Regions from separate parts of the Macaca mulatta genome. Here region 1 is linked to region 2. A link is a contact called in public Hi-C data. All regions are on one chromosome and are shown on one strand. The core of a region is the stretch at or near the end of the contact, and the rest is flanking DNA. Distances in the headings are between cores, read along the strand shown. Region 1 holds the start of NDUFB6 (NADH:ubiquinone oxidoreductase subunit B6). Region 2 holds the start of APTX (aprataxin).

What was found. A called contact is a pair of places that touch in the nucleus more often than the background predicts.
Region 1: a Hi-C map of fetal cortex germinal zone shows a contact between it and region 2, with 4 times the contacts expected there. The contact joins the promoter of NDUFB6 here to the promoter of APTX in region 2. A contact is called at or near these places in 2 of 14 Hi-C or Micro-C datasets (fetal cortex germinal zone and fetal cortical plate).

What each region holds. Positions count from the first base shown.
Region 1 is chr15:66,800,862-66,805,164 of T2T-MMU8v2.0, reverse strand. NDUFB6 (NADH:ubiquinone oxidoreductase subunit B6) reads right to left here and starts at 2,069. Exons shown (of 4, transcript NM_001260997.1): 1 at 1,777-2,069. The coding sequence starts at 1,956.
Region 2 is chr15:66,370,440-66,374,965 of T2T-MMU8v2.0, reverse strand. It overlaps APTX (aprataxin), which reads right to left and starts at 2,179. Exons shown (of 8, transcript NM_001266434.1): 1 at 2,130-2,179. The coding sequence starts at 2,167.

The sequences.
Region 1 (4,303 bases), core at 820-3,319, 430 kb before region 2:
CCCATTTTTCATATTTATGGCAGAACAAAAGGCATCAATGATGTAACAATGTCATTATTATTTTACAAAACTCTAAATGGTACATATTTTCTTATAGTTTGTAGGTAACCTCATCTACTCAAATATTCTTAGTAAATGCAGAGTCCACTAGAAGATACCTACAAAGTCCAGACCAAAATGCTTAAATAGTATTTTGCAAGAATATAGCAAGGCATTTATAGATTTTTTAAAGACTTTAAAAAATACCCTTATTATAAGTTTGTTAAAGATAAAATAGAGCAAATTAATGAAATAATAATTTTAATGTATTTAACCAGAGTAATCAAACCTCATAATTTTTCAGGTATAGTCATCTCCCTTATTTATTGATCAATGGCACTCACATTATTTTAAGTATAAGGCAGAAAACCTTGACAACACCAATGCTGGAAAAAGGACATTTTACATACTAATGGGTGTCCCAAACTCACTCCAAAATGCCCTCTGCAACACTATTTTAAAAAAGAACTAAAAATGGAACTTTCCCATGTCCTCCAATTTGATTACAAAACACCTATCCATTCAAGGAAGGGACAATCAAGAATCTAAGAATTATAACAGATATGATTATAAAAGAATACATTAAGGTAAGGTGAATTTCAACACATGATAATTTATTTACTTCCTTTTATCACTGGCTGATGGATGGGATGTCAACTTAAATCAGTGACTGCCAATATCCCGATAATGTCAGGGATACAAAGGGTGAGAGAAGAGTTGAATTTTACCACCATAAATAAGTATCCAATACCACTTTCTCAGAAAAAATTTTCAACAATTCTATTGCACTAGACTTTGTAGTACAGTAAGAAATAGGTACATGTTGATTTCAATATGAACTCCTTCAATTCCTAGCTCCCTGACCACCGGCAAATCACTGAATCTTTATAGGCCTCAGTTTCTTCACATTTAAAGTGAGGATTAGGAATATCTACCTTGCAGGAATAAAGAAATGAAGTAACATTTGTAAAACCCTCAGTAGAGTGCCAAGTACACAGCAAGCACCCAGGTGCTACTTAGTATTATTACTACTATTATCAGTAAGTGTTGTAGGTAACTGAAAGCAATTCTGAGATGTTTATCACCCATAACAGACCTCAAGAAAATACCCAGAGGCCTTGAAAATAAATTTCTTGAATGAGTGATTTTCTTCAAAGTCCAAAATGTCATTTTTTAACGAAACCCTGTGTTAAAAGTACAGAACGGTAGTTTAGAAAGGTAGCTCTTGAATGTGACTCACAAGGCATACCAACAGGACCCTGTCTTTTACGGGGATCACATGGGGCTGTACTACCAGCTAAGGGCTGGCTGTGCCCTCTGGTAGTTGGATACTGTGTTACTTGATCTCTAGAACGTCACACTTAAAAGTTAGACAAGTGTCCTCAAATACTTAAATCACAGAATTTTAATTCTAGCGAGTCCTTGGCTATTATTCTGAGGGAAGATTTCTACAGTCAAAAGAGAACCAAATGTGCAGCGTCCTGGAAAACCTAAGTATTAAAATTCGCCCCCGTCTCACTGTACTTGACAATAAAAGGCATGATTCTCTCAAAGCCATACATATTCCCGGACTCCTGCCTCCCGGGACTCCAGGAGCGCTCTCGGGACTGGCCAGTGTTTCCCAGCACGGAGCGGTTATCAGTCCTTGGTGTGGCTGCAGGGAGCGGACGTTCAGTGTCCGGGCTGCTGGCCGCGGTGGGGTGTGTTGAGGGGGGACCGGAGAGGTCTGTCACTCACCGTTCTCCTCCAAGGGGATTTATTCTCCAAAAACTTATTCCAGAATTTCTCCATAGGCCACATCTTCTGTGGGGGCAGCACCGGCTCCCGAGCGCTCAGCTCCTGGTCCTTCAGCCATCGCCTTCTCAGCTCTCGCAGCTGTTGCAGCCGCAGTTTCTCATCCGGAGTATACCCCGTCATGTCTCCGCTGGTACCAAGGCAAAAGGACACGACCCACCCTCGCACTAGGGACTAGTTACTTAAGCTCGCTCCCGCTCTGCAAAGCGACCTTGTGGGAACGCCGGGCGCCGCGCGCGGTTATTACGTCACATCCTGGTCCTGCCTCTGCAGGGGCCCCAGAGTCCTAAGTGTCCGGGCATGCGCAAAGCTCTCCACCTCCAATTCTCTCTCCGCCCACCGCCGCTATACCCGACCAGATTATTACCGGGTGGGGACGAGGAGTGCTCTTAGTTTTGAGGCCTGAGGAAAGTGACAGATTAGACGAAAGTATGCTAAATTAGAGGACTGGAGGTTTTGCTAAGGAAGAACTTGTATGCTGGGAGCAGGAAGGATACGCATAAGTGTTTCAGTGAATATGCTGTCCAGATACGAAATTATTTGCTTGTCTCTGCCACCTTGGAATGACCTAGAGAGTGTATGAAAATAGTTAACATCCAAGTTCAAATCCCAGCTGTGCCAGTAACTGCTGAAGTGCCCCAGGCAGCTGTCTCATCTGTCCCTCCATCTGTACAGAAATAGTGAAAAGAGTAGCTTAATATCTAGCAAAATCTTGCATGGATGCATTCATGCTTTCACCCAAAAATACGTGTGGTGAAAATATGAAAGGGCATGCACGACTATTCAGCATGATTCGTAATACCAAAATATTGGAAATTACCCCCAAATTCCTAAATAAAGGAATGCTTGAATAAATTATAGTACAACAGTCGAAAGACAGCGTTACAATGAATTAGTTTAAAAATCTTAATTGACTCTTATTTGTGATTCTAGACTCAGAAAACACCCCATTCTATAAAGTAGAATGAGTGTTCTGATCAGCTGAGCAGAGGCGGTTGGTTTTATTGGCAAATAGGGGCTGAAGAAAGCAGAAACAGAACAAAAAGCAGACTCGTCGTTTCAAAGTTATTTTTCTCTTAGAGTTAAAGCAGAAGGAACTTCCTTGTTTCACTGACTCAGGCTTAGGGGAATTTCCCATTTTTTGGAAAACTGGCCCATTTCAAAGTTCAGTTTGATTACGTTGTACTTAGCACAAACGACTCCATTCTGATTTGGTCTGGTCTGCTGGGGCCTAGTGCATGAGGCTAGTCCAAAACAGTGGCTTCCCAAAAACTTTCACACAACAAAGCAATGAAATGCTAATATAATTGAGAAAAGTAATGGGGAAGAACTCTATATACATCTGTGGTGTGATTTCCAGGATACATTATAAAGTGAAAAAAAAAAAATGGATGGGAATTTATACAGTATGCTTTTACCCAAAAAGAGAAAGATGGTGGTAATTTCAATATATATACATATTTTCTTAAAATTTCAAAATAATGGGAAAGAAAACAATTGAGGTTTTTTAAGATGTTACCTATGGTGGAGGAAATAAATAGGATAGAGGAGACAGGGATAGAATCTGGAAACATCTTACTTCATACATTTGACTTTAGAACCAAGTAAATATTTCACATTGTGAAACTAAATTTAGCTTAAAGATGTCTCCCTATTTTGAGCCCTTATATAATGAACTGCAACCCAACTTAGTATGCAATTTAACTCACAGCTTAACTTAGGAATATACTTCTGTAACAAATAACTGAGTCTCAGTCAATCATCACAGGTGGTCGACTGATCAGCCCATGTTCAAATAAGGCAAAGGCCAACCTGTAGCCAATCAAGCTGTTTCCGTATCTCATTTCTGTTTTTTTTCTATGAGTGCTGCCTGGCCTCTTTGTGGAACGATACTTTCTGAACCTCCTGTTGTTCTGAGGGCTGTCTGATTCTCAAATTAGTCATTGCTCAATTAATTTCTGCTAAATTTAATTTTTCTAAAATTTTAATTTTAGCAATATCATTATAAAACAAAATTAAATTTACAAAAAGCAGTCCATAAAAAAATCAAGTAAAAACCAGTAGCTCTAACTGGTCCACTTGGTGGCGTAATCTCAAAGGTACACATCATTCTAAATACAATAGCCCTTGTAACAATTATGGGGTTAGAAGTGCCAGTCCCCTCCACTCGGCACACTCAAACATCCACATATAACTTTCAACTGTCCGAAAACTTAATAGCCTACTGTTGACCAGAAGTCTTACTGATAACATACAGTCAACTAACACACATTTTGTATATGTACTATATACTATATTATTACAATAAAGTAAGCCAGAAAAAATAAACTGTTATTAAGAAAATCATAAGGAGGCAAAGAGAGGGGTTGGTTTTGCTGTCTTGGGGTGCCAGAGACAGAAGAAAATCCACATATGATGGACCCTTGAAGTTCAACCTGTTTTTTTCAAAGATCAACTATAAATTTAAACC
Region 2 (4,526 bases), core at 930-3,429:
CAGCTAGAATGTAAATTCCTTAAGAGAAAACACTTTATCTGCCTTGTTCATCTCTGTATCCCAATCAATACTTGTTGAATAAATCATCTGAGAGCACTGACATGTAAAGCAAAGAAGAAGGGAGTAAGAGGGATGACCAAGTTCCAAAAGCAGCAAAGAGATCCAGCAATAATTGGAAAATGTCTACCTGGTTTGATAATCAGTCACTGGTAACCTTGGGGTGAAATTTCAGGGGAATGATGGGTCTGAGAGCTAGATACAGAAGGAAACAAAAGGTGAGGAAATGGAGGCAGAGTTTAGAATATTCATTAAAACAGTTTAGATATAAAGGGAAAGAAAGTTATTGGATGACAGCTAAAGTTAAAATGGATCACCAAGGACTTTTTCTTTCTTCGGCAGGGGGAATTGTCAGAGATCTGAGAAACCTGGCCTTGTTTATACATGACTGGAAGACAGAAATGACAAATGAAAACAAGGTATCATAAGTGACAGCATAAAATATCAGAAGCAAATACAAAGAAATTGCTTTGATTAGAAAGACAATTCATCCTCTGAGACAAAAGGAAAAGTAAAGGGTATAAATCTTGATGACTTTAAAAAGGAAAGCAGAGGCAGAAATGTGAGGGAAAGCACGTCTCATGACCCTAATTTTCTCCATAAAATAAAAGGTAACAAAGAGTAGGTGTCTGGGAACTTAACGGACAGTCGAAGAAAAACAATATAGAACAGTGGCGAAGATCAAGGCCTCTGAAGTCGGACTGCTTGAATTCAAATATTGGTTCTACCACCTACTCGCTGTGTGACTTGGGGCAAGTTATTTAACCTCTCCAAGTCTTCATTCCCTCAAGTGTCAAGGGGTATTAACAATTGCTCTGCACCATGGGATTGTCACAAGAGCTAAAGGACAAAGTATGTAAAGCTCAGTGTCTGATAAAAAGCATTCAACACTATTATTGCTGTTGTTAATAGTGAAGGTAGGGCAAGCAGGAGCTGTGGACATATAAAAAGATCATTTGAAAGCAATAACTGTGGTGAAACCCCATCTCTACTAAAAATACAAAAAATTAGCCAGGCGTCATGGCACACGCCTGTAATCCCAGCTACTTGGGAGGCTGAGACAGGAGAATCACTTGAACCCGGGAGGCGGAGGTTGCAGTGAGCCGAGATCGTGCCGTTGAACTCCAGCCTGGGTAACAGAGTGAGACTCTGTCTCAAAAAGACAAGAGAAGACAAGACAAGACAGAAAGAAAAGCAATAACTGTATAAGAAGAACGAGCACAAATCTGTATTGTCTCGCATATGAACAATCCCAAAAAGTTCCAAACCTAGACCACAGTAATTCCAAATAGAAATTTCATCCCTGCTATGTTGAGCCACTATCACTGGTATGTATGGGGAAAGGCTTTTTTTTTTTTTTTTTTTTTTTGAGACGGAGTTTCGCTCTTGGCATGCCCAAGCTGAAGTGCAACAGCACGATCTCGGCTCACTGCAACCTCCGCCTCCCGGGTTCAAGAGAGTCTCCTGTCTTGCCCTCCCGAGTAGCTGGGATTACAGGCATGTGTCATCACACCTGGCTAATTTTGTATTTTTAGTAGAGACGGGGAGTCTCCATGTCGGTCAGGCTGGTCTCGAACTCCCGACCTCCGGTGATCCGCCCGCCTCGGCCTCCCAAAGTGCTGGGATTACAGGCATGAGCCACCGCGCCCGGCCAAGGATTGCTTCTTCTGGCATTCCTACAAGGCCTGTTGAGGATGCTGCTAAGGTCCCTCAAGTGCCTTTCACGAAGCATTTCTAGCGGAAACGCTGTCCTTCCCGACAAACTGGGCCGCCTCCTTGGTTGGCCAGGGCCTACTCTCTAATATTTTTTCTGCTGGTGTTGTGAGCAAGGTACGTACAGGTGTCGGAAGCACACGTGAACAAACACAAAGTGGGTCGAAGACCAACAGGAGCGCCCGCTGAAACAGCCCAAGGGAGTAGGACGGGAGGACAGAGAAAGCAGCTGCGAGAGCAGCGAATGAAAGCAGCGTCATTCAAGGCACATCACTCAAGGGTAGGAGCAGCCTCGGCCTAACGCTCACCCGCGGCACTGAGCCCAGCCAGCAGAGAAGATAGGCTGACCACCGCCTTACCTCCAGACGTCGGACACGGACAAATTCACGTTACTCATCTGTGCCTCGCCGCTTCCGGCGCTGCGGGATGACATCAGAAGTCGACTGGAGCGCGGCCAGTGATGTCAGCAGCACCTCTCTAACGGATTGGCTGAAAGAATCTTGCCCAGTTCCCAGATCAAAAAGCGTCCGCCCCAATTGGGTTCTCCCTGGGCCGTCGTCCAAGTGAGGATCGTGGCAGTTATGCCTGTAGGAACCAGCTCTCTCACCATCGCTCTGAGGGCCACTCGCCTGTCACTGCCTCACAGTCTCTGAACTGGGTGACATTTCAGACCAAGTCCCTCTGTGGACGTTTCTAGGTGGCTGTGCAGCTTCTCGATACTCCATAAGGAGATGTTCACAACCTTTAAGGCCATCTCTACTGCTGCAGACAACCTGCTGTAGCACTGCCACTTGCTTTTTAAACTATAGTCCGCTTTCTCCCTTGTGCAGGGAGGAAAGAATGGAGAACCTGCACAGAATGGGGAAACCCGCTAAGATTTTTGTAGTGCTGTCTACACTAAATGAACTGAGGGGCAATCCGGAGGAAAAAAAAGCAGGATGCAGGGATAAGATGCGTGTACTGATTTTTTACAGCAATTCCAGAACGTTCCCTAAGAATCATATTGCAATTATTCAAAGGCATTTTAGCAGAAGGTACAATCCCTATCTCGTTGGTAAAAGTATAGTTTATAATTTTTCTCAAATACAACACACTGGCAAAGATTCTTTGGTTGAATTACGTTTCTGAATTTTCTGCTAGGCCCATCTGTGCACTGCCCTGTAAAATCCAGTTTTAGCACAGACCCTGGCTAAGTCAGTTTAGCAAGAACCACCACCACCACCCCGCCTTATGTGGTTATTCTCAATATCTGATCAGGTTCCTTAGTCGCCACCATCCCCCAGGTGATGTCTGATTACGTTGGCCTGTCTCCAGCAAGAATCCTATTAGGTCTATTTAGCCAGAATCTCCTTTACTCCTGATGTTTCCTCTTAGTAATTTTCCATCCACTGACCCCTACACAGCTCCTTGGCCATAAATTCCCAATTGCCCATGCTGCTGTTCGGAGTTGAGCCCAATCTCTCTTCCACTGAAAAATCCTGTTGCAGTGAGCTCTATATACCTATCATGAAGTTCCTGAATAAAGTCCTCCTTACCATGCTTCAGCAAGTATCATTGAATTTTTTTTTCTTTAACAAAATTGAGACTTACGGAGTCACATTCTTTATCAAGGTGGAGTATTGTTTCCTTCCATGGAAAAGCAGAGACTTAACAGTATGATGGAGCTATTAGAGCTTTCAAGACAGAAGGTGGGAGGATGTTCCAAGAAACACAGAAGACAGGCTTGCTTTTGTTAGCAGAGAAGATGCAGGTTTATATTAGGGTCATATGAAGAAGTGGGAAAACACAAGCAGCATCTCAGCAGCCACACAGGCCTTACAGCTGAGGAATGTTGTTCACAACTGCTTAAGATAAAAAGAGGCAACTCGGGTGACATGACCAGTTTTGTTGTTCCCTCAGAATTAAGCATCCCTCTCAGTTAAGAGTGCTTCTTTGACCTGCCTTTGTGTGTCCTGCATCCAAAAGTTGAACTGGATCATTCTAATTACATTATTCACTATATAATGTGCAAAATTGGGCAGAGTTTCCATGTCCTGCTTGTTAGGCCTAGTCCATTGTCTATAGTGTATTAGTGGCCAGAAAAGCAAGATCACGCAGCACAATGCATAGCTAAATGTATGGCAGGCAGTTAAGACTATCAGGAACTTCATATTGTCATGCAACTAATCACCAGAACTTTTTCATCTTGAAAAACTGAAACTCGGCCAGGCACAGTGGTTCATGCCTGTAATTACAGCACTTTGGGAGGCCAAGGCAGGCGGATTACCTGAGGTCAGGAATTCGAGACTAGCCTGGCGTGGCGGAACTCGTCTGTAGTCCCAGCTACTCGGGAGGCTGAGGCAGGAGAATTGTTTGAACCCGGGAGGTGGAGGTTGCAGTGAGCCGAGATCACTCCACTGCACTCCAGCCTGGGCGATAGAGCAACACTCTGTCTCAAAAAAAAAGAAAAAAAAAAACTCCGTATCAATTAAATAGCTCCCTATTTTTCCTCCCCCAACACCTGGCAACCACCATTCTACTTACAGTTTTCATGAGTCTGACCACTCTAGGTACCTCATATAAGTAAAATCAGACAGTATTTGCCCTTTTGTGACTGGCTTATTTCACTTAATATAATGTTCTCAAGTTTCATCCACATTATATCATGTGTAAAAAGTTCCTTTTTAAAGCTGAATAACACTCCATTGCATGTACACACCATACTTTATCCATTCATCCATCTGTGGATATTCCACCATTTGGCTATTGTGAATAAT